Regions from separate parts of the Gossypium hirsutum genome. Here region 1 is linked to region 2. Evidence: chromatin contacts called from public Hi-C data. All regions are on one chromosome and are shown on one strand. Each heading gives the region's core, a stretch centred on a gene start, on an enhancer-like site or on the middle of the called end of the contact. The rest is flanking DNA. Distances are from core to core; before and after follow the strand shown.

Region 1 (7,570 bases), core at 1,095-3,594, 290 kb after region 2:
AACACCTAATGATACTGTACTGCCAACACATGTATGTGGACCTTTGTACTTTTTTATCTCCCACAAGCCTGTCCTTTTCCTCAATGAGGCCATGATTTTCTATGAACATATATCGTCTTGCGTTGCACACTTGGCCTCAAACTTATCGTATTTGGATTTAACCATGTTTTAGTTAACCCCGTTCATGATGTTATATTGTTTCAATATGCCAAGAAAACTATCCTTATTGGAAAAATCCTTACCAACTTCCAATTGAACCGAATCTAATGACGAACTTGTACGGTTATTACTTCTGTGTGGTAGATCTGAAAACTCCAAAGTATCATCTTGAGATAGATCGACATTATGCATGTGGGCTGGAGGCGAGTACGCCCTGAATTGCAGATCTTCTTATTCTTCATTTGAACCCCCTTTAACATCTTCAGGTATGGTTGGAATAGACTCCGGTTCAGAAAATAATGCAACTTCTGCACCATCGGGGCCGAGCTCTTAAGGTGGATCCATATCGGACTCATCATCTGACCTACCAGCATTTGCAACGAAAGAGGTCCCCTAGCTGGTGGATGTCGTAGGGAGTACATCATCCCTTCTTGTGGACGTTTCATAACATCCCCAATCAGATGTGGATTGCCAACCACTAAAAGTTGATGTCATTCCCAGTACGTATTTCCAGTATCAAACATCGACCCACCAAGGTGCATGTCCCATCCACCAACAGAGTGTCATGCAGGGGTTGTGTATTCCATACTACTACCAAACACGGGCGCTTTCGTGTTTTGCCACCCATTACAGAGTGTCAGGCATGGGTCGTGTATTCCTTTCGAACAGCAGTAGATGTTGAAGTCTCAAATGCATCATTTGGTGATGAAAATTGTACATATAACTCAAGATAGGGTGATTCACTAGCAATATGAGTTTGCACTATTGCCTCCAAGCTACGAGGACCTTTGATGTCGAATGAGTCATATCTCACGGGATCAACCGAAGCACAAAATCGATACTTAATAGACAAAACTTTCATTGGCGTCGTTCCGAAGATTTTACGCCTAATTCTTTTACGAAGTTCTGTCAAATCTATGTCCTGGTTAAAAACCAGTCGTGTTATGCTCTCCGATAAAAAAACAACGCCGTTCTTCGTGTCACGGACCTCACATCATAGTAAATAACAACACTAATACGTTCACTCATCTTCAGTTTCTATTCTACTTTAGCCTCAATTTCTCTTGCTGTAACTTATACAACCTAAGAATGAAATTTGACTTATTTATAGTCTAAGGCCATATAGGAACTACTGTAGCAAAAGAGCGTCCACATGTGAGCTTTTTTCAGTAATTTTGCTGACAGTGCATCATGCTTGAAGCATTTTGGACACCATTTGTTCAGAAACGTCTTCTCAAAATTATTTTTCCATATACTGCTATAGCAAAAGAGCGTCCACGTGGGAGTTTTTTTCAATAATTTTGCTAACAGTGCATCCTGCTTGAAGCGTTTTGGATACTATTTGTTCAGAAACATCTTATCAAAATTATTTTTTCAGATACTACTGTAGCAAAAGAATGTCCACGTGGAAGCTTTTTTTAGTAATTTTACTGATAGTGCATCCATAAACACAATAAAATCCTAAACCTTAAAACCTTAAACTCCAATTTAATTAATTAATCCTAAAACCCTAAACCCTAATTTAATTGATTTTTTAAAATTAATAGTTAATTTAATTAATTAACCATAAACCCCTTATTTAATTAACCTTAAAACCCTAACCTTAAACCCTAAAACCCCAAATCAAGCACAAAAAATCTAACCTTAAAAAAAGAGGCAAAATGCTCCCCCAAGGACGCGTTTTGCTGACACATCCCCTGACTTCGCGCTGACGTGGACGCGCTTTCGGGAAATTCAGACCTTTTCGGTAAATAATAAAAAAATTGGCCTATTTCCGTAAATACTTTTGGAAATGAGGTTTTTTTAATAAATTACCCTAATATTATAATAGTAAAATATTTAAATATTTAAATATTAATTAATTACTTTAATTTTTTAATGGTTGTGAAATATTTTTTTATAATAAGAATTATTTATTTATTTATTTCTCAAAATGGAGTTCACGTTAATTTAATTTAAAAGATTTTGATATGTCAATCAATGAAACTATCCAAGTACGAAAATAGAAAATAGCTGTCACGTTAAAAGATATTAAATGTTTGTGTATGATGCTAGATTAAGGAACATTCACGTGAATTAATTATATAATAAATTTACTAAAATTGATATAAATCTTTTTATGTTTTTTATTTCTATTTTTATGATTTTTAACATGTATTTAAATATAAAATAAGAAAAGTATCTCAAAATATTTGCTATTTTACAAAAATGGAGAGGTAACAGGGTATAGACAAGTGAAGGAAAAGAGAAAAACCTTAATTTAATTACGGAAAGTAAGAGGCTGAGCCTGGTCCCAACCAAATGCCTAAAACCTAAACCAAAAGCAAAAGGCTAAAGAGTAAGGCCCCCTTCCCTTTGTTAACATCCTCACCAAATCTCTTGCTTTTCTTCTCTCTTGCTACTCTCCTCTAATTTTTCACCTTCTGATTTGTTTACAGAGGCAAACAACACAACTCGTTTTTATCCTTATATATCAGTTTGGGACAAAAGGTAGAAGAAATGAACGGTGATGATGCTCACAGTATGATGGAATCCCAGTACATACAGAGACATCACAGGCACAACATCAGAGACGACCAGTGCACCTCTGCTCTTGTTAAACACATCAAAGCCCCTGTTCATCTCGTAAGTTCCTCAGTTTGAGACTCCTCTATAATTTCCCCCCTTTTCCCCATTTTGTTCGTTTTTCTCGCCGCCGTTTAGGCCGTTGACACGTTTTTCTTTCTACTCTCCTATGGATCTGCTGAAACCCAAATCTATTCTCTTTGGTTTGTTACCCAAAATCAAATCAAATCTGTGTTCTTGGTCGAAATTTAACCCCCCCCCCAAAAAAAAGAAAAAAGAAAAGTAAACCTACGAGTATGATGTATTATCTCTGCCTTATTCTATTTTTTTCACGGATAAAAAAGAAAAAAAAAAGAACCCAGACTATTTTAGCCAAGATTATGAATTTCTGTTAACTCGTTGGTTCGTAAAAGTCTGATTTTAACGATGGGTTTGTTGTTCTGTTTCTGTTTTCTTTAACCATGGATAGGTATGGTCATTGGTAAGGCGATTTGACCAGCCTCAAAAGTACAAGCCCTTCGTCAGCAGGTGTATAATGAAAGGGGACCTCGGGATCGGCAGTGTTAGAGAGGTCAACGTCAAGTCCGGACTTCCGGCCACCACCAGCACCGAACGGTTGGAACTTCTCGATGACGAAGAACACATTTTAGGCATCAAAATCGTCGGCGGCGACCACCGTCTCAGGGTACAAAATACTAACATTTCTTTCTTCCTTAACACTTGTTTTCTGTGTCACGGTACTCATTTTGTTGACTGCAGAATTATTCTTCGATCATGACGGTGCATCCCGAGGTAATTGAAGGAAGGCCAGGTACAATGGTGATCGAATCGTTCGTCGTGGATGTGCCGGAAGGGAACACCACGGACGAAACTTGTTACTTCGTGGAAGCTTTGATCCGATGTAACCTGAAATCGTTAGCCGATGTTTCAGAGAGGATGGCTGTGATGGATCAGACACAGCCTATCAACCGATACTAACTGAAAAAGGTGGAATTGTGATGACCAAAAAGAAAAAGACAATCTTTGGAGTTTGTGATATATGATCATCTTTCACTTTGTTATGGAACACTCTTTTAACACCTTTTGGTTCTTAGTTTAAATGCTTGTGTAAGTAGTTTATCTATGAGATATCCGAATTCATTACAAGCCTCCAAAACTACGGTCTTATTTGTAAATATTTAATATTAAGAAGAGATGGGAGAATTTTAATTCCATTTCCCATATTTGAAGCAGCAGCCAGGCCCAGCAGGATGAATTTGGAGAAACCATTTGAAGTACAGTTATGTTTTATGATGGTGTCTATTTTAAGTGGTCTCTTGTTGGGATCATTTTTGGTATTGCTGCTAGTTTTCATTTTTGGAAACTTAAAAAGTAGATATTTGTTGAGTAGAGTTCTCAGCCTATTAATTTGAGTGCAGAAAAATGTCGGTACACCATGGAAATGCACCAAGATTAGCTTTTTCTGAGTCATAATGTTGCACTGCACGTTAACTGATCAAAAACATCTTGTGATGATCTTTGTTTAAAGTAAAAGACCTACCTTGGTGGAAACTGGAAAGTCTTTTGCATTTTCTGCAACAAATCAACTTCAAACACGTGAGAATGGAAGTTGCAAGAGTGAGAGCACGTCATAGAAAGTTGGTAGAACATAATAATTATCATTTCATATCCTGGAAACTTGTAAGGATGTAACGCTTCTAGTTTTGAAGCTGTAACAATGTCATTGGTTGGTTCCATTAAAATGTTTTCTTGTGCTTTCTATAAATGAAGATGAGTGGCTAACGAACTTCACGTTTCGTCTTAATCCGGGTTGTACCCTTTTCCATACCTGTGTATTCAATGATGTAATTGTTTCCAAGAGGATTTGTAATGGAGGAAGAAGATCAAAGGACGGATCTTTTTACTCACTTAAGTATCGGAATGTAAACACTAACATAAGGCCACTAAGGGTGTGTTCTCTATTGCTTTTGGGATGAACTTTTTTTAAAAAAAAGTGCTTTTCTCTTAAAAGCAATGAAGAACACATATCATTGGGGCAATTTTTTAACTTTTGAGATGAGTTTTTTTAGAGATGAAAAAGCAGTAAATTTTAACTTTTTCAGCCAAAAAGCACTTTTGGCTATTATATTACCTTTTTAACCTTACTTTTTGACTTAAAATGTGTTTGATGCTATTATTTTGTGTTCTCTTTCTTGGTTATTTAATATGAGTTTTACAAATGTGTTAAAAGCATTAATTAAAAATAAAAAATATTTTTTAAAATAATACAATTGTGTCAATATCTAATTATAAATATTTAATTATTATATTTTAATATTTAAATATAGTTTATATATTCTAATTAAATTTAATAAATAACTAACATTAATTACTTAGAAATATTTAAAATTAATATTATATATTAAAATATTAACAATAAGTTATAATAAATTATTTTTTTATAATTTTACTAAAATATCATAATATTAACTAATTTGAACATTATTTAAATACATATTTGTTACTTTATAATATCATGTTTAAAATAGACATTTTTCAAAAGTACTTTTTGACAGCAATATCAAACACTTAAATTTTTCCAAAGCACTTCTCAAAAGTACTTCTCAAAAACACTTTTCCACAGCACTTTTCAAAAGCACTTTTCAAAAGCAATGAAGAACTGGCCCTAAAACATTGTTGCCACAAGCATTCCACCTGGGAAATCTCTAGGTTCGGCTGTCCAACATTTTCAAAATCAAATATATATATGCTGCCATTGTTCTATATGGCATTTTAAATATTGCAAATTTAATCTCTTCCACTAAAATAGTATTGATTTACAAAATAAATTATATTATTTTGAGAATATTTTTATCTTTTTTTACGTCTTATATTAAAAAGCTAATAAAATTTGAACACAAACATTATGAGTTTAAACATTTTTATTATACTATGTCAATAAAATCTCATTTATTTTTATATCAAATTTTATAAATTATAATTTTCATTTACATCGTAGACGTATTATAATATATTTTTCATTATAAGTACAACAGTTTTTATAACGTTTTGGTCTGTTTATAAAATATTTTAAAAAATAGACAATGCTACTAGTAAAGTCTCTGAAATTTTGTACGATTTCGCAATTTCTTCTTACAAATATGACTAAATATTTCCAACAAACTCTTTTTTCTTTTTTTTTCTTTTCTTTCAGTTAAAACATTAAAACAGATTAACTGATATAATAAAACTTCGCAACAAATGGTACATAAAATAAAGTTTGCATTTAATTCACAATTAATACATAAATGTCCACCATACAAGCTCAGACCTTGTTAAAAGTTTTTAAAAATAAATATAATAACTGATGGTGCATTAAATACAAACCAATTGTGGAATATCTTTACAAACATAATAAAACTCCCCCAAGGTATTGTTGGTTGCTTCAAATTTAGATAATTAACACTCCATGATTAAACATAATATTAATATATTTTATATTTATTTAAATTTGGTGTAGTCTAAAATATAAATTTTATATATTATTCAAGCCCATCTATATTTATAAATGATTAATCTAATCTCATTTTAACTTGTTCATATTATTTTTTAAATTACTTTAAAATCATTTATATTATTTTTAATTCAATATTTAATAAATTTATATATTTTACATTTATTAAATTTGTTTATATAGACAACTTCACTTTTTTTTAATATGTTTATATTGTAGTAATATGTTACTATAGATATAATTTTTATGTGTTATACATAATATAATATATTACAAAAATATGAAAAGAGTTCGATTTAGGTCAGACTATGGTCTTGAATACTTGAGCCCAAACCTGGCCCTATCTTAAATTGACCTACTATTTGGGTCAAGCCTATTTTTTAATATTAATATTTTGTCTAAACTCTCGTAAATTTTGTATTAATTAATTTTAAATATGCGATACTTTACCATTTAAACACCTAATTAAAAAACTAAAATCTAATTAGTAACACACGTTAAACTTTGACAAGTCGGTTATCAATTTTGTCAATGAACTTTTATTTTTAAACTACGCTAATAAAGAACTAGATTCCTTAAATGAGATGCAGAAGGACTAGATTAATGAAAAAAAAAAAAGACAAGTAAAGGAAGTGGGACATATTTAGAGCCACAAAAGTATGAAAGAAAACACAACCTTGCTGCGATTAGCAATATCTAAGAAAAAGCACAAATGTGACTTGAACCGCACAACAAACAAACAATCGTCGACATGACCAAAAAAGATGTTATTACGGAAGTTAGTATAGAAGTAATAGTAAACAAATATTATCATGGTTAATCTAATATTTTATATTTGCTGCAAATTTGGTGTCTTCCACAAGCTTGCATTTCTTCAATGAGCCCTCAAAATATAAAAACTTGAAACACAGTAAAACAACATCATGTATATAAGATGATGGATGTGTAAAATCATGACAACTTTTCTTCACTCTCTCCCAAGACTTTGAACTATGATTGTTTCATATAGCAGCTCAAAGCCTTTGGAAGAGAGTGAAAAAGGGTTGCATGTACATCCCCAATACATCTCTTAGCTATTTCACTTGAGTAAGGAGTCCCTTTTATAGGCCAGAATTGGAGCCGAATGCCATGGAAAGAGTACTGCATTCATCTAAAAAAGGAATAAAGTGGTTTTTGGCATCTTAGTGATGTCCATTGTCCTTGTTAAATTCACGCAAGAATAATTCGGAAATATCCATATTGAATGGAATATATGACCAATCCTAAAACCAGGATATTGCCCACCAACATTCTCCTCCAAACATCACTGCTAAGATCAATGCATTAAAGTAATGATAGTAATGAAAGCAAGCA
Region 2 (6,881 bases), core at 177-2,676:
ATGTTGCAGGCCTCCGTATTCACCGATAAAAGACGACGTACATCTAGTATCCTGTCTGTCGATATCCCCTGCCCATTTTTATTTGCAAATTATAAAATTTACCCCATTTGTAAAAAGAAAATTAAATAATAATGATAATTCTAAAAAAAATTGTAGCGTATTGTTATATCCTGCACATATTTATATATTCAACATATTAGCAACCAACTCCATTTCAAAGGTCGAAAAGATAAATATTATCTATTCTTGGAATATACTAAGTCGCAATTAAATTTAAAATTAAAACGAATTCTATTTTTTTAAATAGAAGATAAATTCTTCCAAATTCCAAACTTCATTTAAAGAAGCTCAACTCAAAATAAAAAATAAAAATTTAAAGCTTAACTGCTTTCCATTTCCATAATTGGTTGAGATATTTAATTTCTGAGAATTGGGACCCAAAGAATTATTAATAAAATGGTTGCTGACGAAAAGACGATTGTGTAGCGAAATCCAGCTCCAAAAGCATGAAAAACGAAAAGAGGCCTCTTAAAATTTAAAAGAAAACGCGCACACATACACGCACATGGTGCCACGATGATAAACAAAATCGCTAAGGGAGGCTCAAGAACATGAAAATGAAAATATTAAAAACACAGGGACCAACCTTGAGAATAACATGAGTTTCATCGGGGAGGTGTACGGTGATGTCCATCACCACCGGCAGAACTGCAAACAAAATGAAAAAAGGCCCGCGCCGGGCAGGGCGGGGCGGGGCGCCGCGGTTAAATTTGAGTAATTTATCAAATACGATTAAGAAATACTAATAGAGTAATACCCTTCTCTTCCTTCTTCTTATTCTCTCCTTTGGCCTTTCCTCGGCTGTTCCTTGGAGCCATTTTCAACCTTGGGGTAGATGGGGATGGGAACTGGGAATTTCTAACTTTAAGCTCTTTTAGATAAGATATTTATAGCTGCACGCCTGTACCAAGAAAATGAATCCTGTTACGTATCGTCATCTTCATAAACAAAAAATTAATCAAACGATAAAACATATTTGTAAAAAGCAGGTTTTGGAGTATAACCCAATTCTTATTTTAATTCCAATATAACATATAAATGGCAGAAACCAATCGAAACTAGCTTTCTATGCAGAATTTTTTTCCCGACGTATATGAACTTTGGAACTAGTTAAGATTTCAATGGTTACCAAGCAGCAGCAGCAGCAAAAAACAGATGATTTTTCCGAGACTTGAAGGTTGAAGAACAGAGATAGAATAGTTTTTTTTAATAAAAAGCTGGAAAAAAGGAAGGTATTTCAGCTATGGGATAACGAAGAGGGCATAACCGTTGAAGCTCTCATCCGCGGTGGGGGCAATAGAAAGAGATGATATAAGAGAGGGTTTTGAGGTATGATAAGGAAGGAAGGGCGGAGATTTAACAGTCAGATGAGTATATCCCATTTTATGGCAGTTTCTGGGCTTATACACTGATAATCACTTTCTGGGAATTTTTAAAAAAAAATTAATTATTATTAGTAGCAGTATATTTTAAAATAGAATTTTTTAATGAAATAATAAAAAATAATAAAATTAATACTGAAATAGGATAAACACCTTATTAATTATCAAACTAGGCCAAATAAACAGTATATATCATCCCACCAATTGCTCCAGCAACCCTCATCTTCCCTATCATCAATGCTTACAAGGACGAAGTCAAAAAAATTTTTTACGGGATTTGGTAAAATTTTAATTTGTTATAGTTTATATCTTTATAATTTGTAAAGAATTAAATTGAATATTTATAATTTTAGAGGGTCAAAGTGTAATTTTATATTTATTAATTTAAAATTTTTAAAAAAATTTAAGAGTAAAAATTAATTTTACATTTTAGGGTGACGGGGCCCATACCAGCTCCTGGCTTCGCCCCTGATTGCTTGAATCATTAAAATTTTAAATATTTAATTTTTTATACCTAGAAAAATATAATTTAAAACGGTGTATTTTTTTCGCCTGAAATACTGGTGCCGCGAATTGCTCAGGTAGCACTTAAAAAAAGTATATAATCTTTTAAATTTTAATGATTCAAGCAATCATTGACGGTAGGAAAATTGAGTGCCACTAATTGTTTAGGCGACATCGATGATATAATGCTCATTTTGCATAGTCTGGTAAATAATAGGATGTTTATCCTATTTTAATATTTATTTTATTATTTTATATTATTTAAGTGAAAAACCCTTTAAAATATAAAAAAATAAATTTACATGTAGTCATTTACATATTAAGTTATTATATATGATGAGGCTAACTAGTTAAAAATATAATAATTATATTTATTTTTAATAAATTTTAAAATCTATATTGTTCCTTTTGTTGTGATTATGTTAGTGTTTTTATTTCTTTTATATTTTTATAAATTAATAAAAATTTATACATGATGAGATTTGAGCTAAATACATTATTCATATCGTTTTTTTCATTTGTCATTTAAACTAAATCAATTTTTAATTTTTATTTAAAATTTTTATAAGTTATGTCTATGTTTTAAATTTTTATATATTTATACATATGAATAATGTTGTTGGTTAAATTGTTGTCGTAAGCCAACTTGACACTAATGCAAGATTGTTGACAATATCATTATAAATAATTTTAATGCATTTAGTATTTTTAATATGATATATTTACATGTTTAATTTTCATTTTATTCATTTAATATAATTTTTTATTTTAAGATTATATACATTTCATGTGTTATTTTTATTAATCAATCTCAAATAATATATTTCATTATTTATTGTATTTATCTTTAAAAATAAATTTATATTTTAAATCGTTATTTTCATGCACATATACATATGATAAATCTTATAATTATTTATAAATTAATAGGGTTGTATTTCAACACAGTTCATTAATAATATCCATTAAATGCAAACTTTAATTTTTATTTTATTGAAAATGCAAGCCTTAATTTTAGAACTCCTAATGTTTAAATAAAGACAAATTCTCTCAACATTATATTTTTTATATCTAAAATATTTGACTCAAAATTTTATTTATATATTATCATAAGTTTTTTTTTCTTTTGAAGACGCTGGGTTTTTTATTAAACTAGGATAAAAAAATAAAAAAAATTTTAAAATAATATAAATAAAAAATTATGTACTAAAATGGTACATTTTTGTATTAAAATAAAAAAATTTTATTTAAAATGGTACATTTTTTAAAGTAAATATATTTTATAGGTCTATGACAGCACCACTCCAAATGTACCATTTTGATACATAATTTTTCATTTGTATTATTTAAAAAAAAAATTGTCCTAATTTAGTAAAAAAACCTGATAGACGCTACTTGATTCAATAAGTTGTTATAATTGTAATATGTTTTTATTCTTTGGGAAAATAATAAAAACTGAAAAGTACTGTAATATTAGGCCGTACCTGCCCACCTCATTGACAGTTTGCATTGCAGGGCACAGAGAGCAAGAGGATCCGTGCTGCGTTCGGGTCCACAGCCCCCTCTACCAATATATTTACTATGAGTAGAAAGAAAATATTCCACATAAGGAAGAAAACTTTTAAATTTTTGAAAAAAATTATATTTTACAGATTTTTAAAATAAAATGTTTTTAGAGAGAATTTAGAGTAAAAATTTGAAAATGATATTATTGAGATAAATAATTAATAAAAAATATTTTTTATATCATTAAATAAACATAAGATCATATAAAAAATATTTATTTTGAATTGATTTTTTTTCATATTCAAATCGAAATCATTTTCCTTATTTTTTTATAAATTCCTTACCGACCAAATTACTTTATCACACTTCTTGCATTTGACGATATAGAGTTAAAAGGAAGTAAATACAAAAATGGGGGATTATTGTACCATGTAACAGAGATAGTGCTACATACTTGGAATATTTTAATACTGAAATGGGGAATTATTTTAACATTAAAAAATTATACAACCCATAGAAAGGGCGGAAGATTAGTTCATGGCTACTAAATAAGTTTAATTTCCACGTCACTGCTATCACGATTATGAAAAAAGTGCATAGCTTTTATCGTATTTATTTTTAAAAAACCGTTTGTTCTTTTTAATCTTGTATTATCAAGAAAAAAGCATAATTTTATTCACTAATCCTACATTAGTTTTGATTACACTATCAAATACTATAACTTTGAATTGAACCAAAGATGGATTATCAATTCATTTAAAATAGATGGACGGTGAAAACAATTTTCATTATATTATTATTCATCTCCCCATTCTAAATTTTTTATTTTTATTTTTTAAAATATAACGATAAAATCAATACAACAAAAAAAATAAAGAAAAAAATTGCAAATCTCAATACAGCCATATCTAGTTGAATTCTTTTATCATTTAAAATAAGGCACTTATATTTTAATTTAGTGCAATTATACATATAAAATTTTGATTATGATTTAAATATATATCTAAAACTTTAAAAAAAATGAATACATCAATTTATTTTTGTATTAGATAAATATAATTATTTGTGTATATAATATATAAGCATAGAATGATATTATATTAAATTAAAATTTCATTCATAAAATTGCATAAAATCAAAATTCATCTAAGAAATTGTATATTAAACTTAAATTATAAAAACAATATTAAGAAAAATGATAAGATTTGAACTTATATTATTTAAGTGCCAACCAACACTCTAACCAATATTTCAAATCAGTTTTATATTGAGTAATTTATTTATTATTCTAGAAATACTTTGTCCAGCCTAGTTTATACATGTGTCATGAGTATGTTTGTGTACACTCACTCACGAAAGTGGAGGAAACTATTCTGCCTAAATTAAAATAAGGTCAAATCCCATTACATTGAGATGTTATTTTCAAATTTCAAACCAGTCAATTGCTGATCTCGAAGAGAATGAAACATTTTCCATATCCTGTGGAATTTGTCAATATTATTAATTAATGGATTATAATATTAGAAATAAAAATATTTTACAAATAAGTCTAAAATGATATCATTTGTATTTAAAGGGCAGTAAAAGAATAATAAAGTAAGAGTTAATTGAACCACACATCCTTCAATTTTAAATTTGAAATCATTCTAATTATATTCTTAAATTATTGATGTTATATTAATTAAGTATTTTTGTTAATTAAAAATTTTAATTTAACTATTAAATGATATTTCAATATTTATGTAGTTAAATTTAAAATAAAAATTTTATATAAACAGAACATTGTTATATAAATTTTAAAAGTAAAAGTTAAAAGTAAAATTGAGAGAGGGGGAAGACAGAGAACGAGAGAGAATGATAACCAGAGGCGATTTTAGGGGGGACTGACATGAGCCCCGGCCCCCCTAAAATAAAAATTGCTATTTAGGCTCTCTAACTTTTTTAAAATTTTAAATTAGTAAAGGTAAAATTATACTTTTGCCCCTCTAAAATTATAAAAATTCGATTTAATACTTTAAAAATTATAAAGATATAGACTATAAAAAATTAAAATTTCATTCGGCCCCATAAAAAATTATTCTGGCTTCGCTTATGATGATAACACTTCTGTAAAAGCTTCGGAAATCTCAAACCTAGGATATAAAAAAAATCTATTTTTATAATATTTATTTTTTAATTTTTTATAAAATTATGTCACGTAAGATCTTATTTATCATTTAACATTTACATTAACAACTTTAGTAACAAAAGGACCTAATTGGTATAACCTCAATATTTTAAAGATATAATTAAAATAATTTAAAATTTAGAGATCGATTTAAAATGAAAGTTTGAGGATTATTGATGCAATCGACTCATAAAATAAATAAAAATGACAGTTTGACAAATTATGTTTTGGCAAGTAGTATGTGATGCTAATTGACATGTCTTGATATCAATTAATACATGTTAACATATAAATCATATATATTTCAAATTAGTAAATACTAGAAATTCTATCACAAGTGTATGCGTGTGAAACTACAAATTTAGAATATAAATATGTGTTTAAATAACACATGAAATATGTATGATATTAAAATAAAAAATATACATTAAATTTTAAGTAAAATGAAATTTAAGCACATGACTACATCATATTAAGATTACTAAATGAATACAATTATTTATCATAATATTGTCATCAATCCTTGTAACACCCCAAACTCGGCCTAGAAGTTTAAACCGAATTCGGAATGCTACATTGACCACCAAAGTGATCGTGAGAAAATCTTACAAAACTAGTCATTCTTAATTCGATTCCTGAAATAATTAATATCGAGTATTTAAAAAAACCAGAATAATAAAATGATTAAACCGTAAAATAGAATTATACCACAATGTTAAAAACCCTATATTCAAAACTGAATAACCAAATAAAAGTTTGAAACCACAAACTAATAACTTATTAGCCTCAAAACTGTCTTAGTCCTTCGCATACCAAGTCCAGCATCCAAAATCCCGAAATGTACCTGAAAGGGGAAAGAAAAGAGGGGGTAAGCTATACGAGCTTAGTGTGAGATCAAACTAATTAGCTACCAAAACAAAAATAGATACAGTAAACCTGAAAATAGTTCAGCAGCGAAAAATACTTTTAGAGTGACTATAACAAAACAAACCATATGTAACTTTACAGTCATACGGCTCTATTAAACACAATATCAAAAATTCTTAGAAGTCACAAACTGGCCTAAGCCCTTTTTCCACAATCAGAATCGGTTGGGCCTTAGCCCATCACACAAGGTTCCTTTAGGGATGAGTGCCTTCCAGTCAAATATTGCAGTCAGATTTCCCAGACAATTAGACAGAAATATTTCAGTCAAACAGATATAGCAGTCACAGAATCAAACAGATGCATATGAGTGCAAATGAGTTATAAAATAACCCACC

What was found. Hi-C and Micro-C count contacts between places; a contact is called where the count stands out from the background.
Region 1: a contact with region 2 is called in a Hi-C map of leaf, with 1.8 times the contacts expected there. The contact joins the promoter of LOC107933520 here to the promoter of LOC107938163 in region 2. A contact is called at or near these places in 3 of 34 Hi-C or Micro-C datasets (all in leaf).

What each region holds. Positions count from the first base shown.
Region 1 is chrA08:102,074,725-102,082,294 of Gossypium_hirsutum_v2.1, forward strand. It overlaps LOC107933520 (abscisic acid receptor PYL9), which reads left to right and starts at 2,345. Exons shown (of 4, transcript XM_016865752.2): 1 at 2,345-2,497; 2 at 2,598-2,784; 3 at 3,194-3,409; 4 at 3,484-3,938. The coding sequence starts at 2,659. The coding sequence ends at 3,702.
Region 2 is chrA08:101,789,302-101,796,182 of Gossypium_hirsutum_v2.1, forward strand. LOC107938163 (protein TSS) reads right to left here and starts at 1,427. Exons shown (of 27, transcript XM_041074598.1): 1 at 1,190-1,427; 2 at 818-961; 3 at 647-708; 4 at 1-68. The coding sequence starts at 878.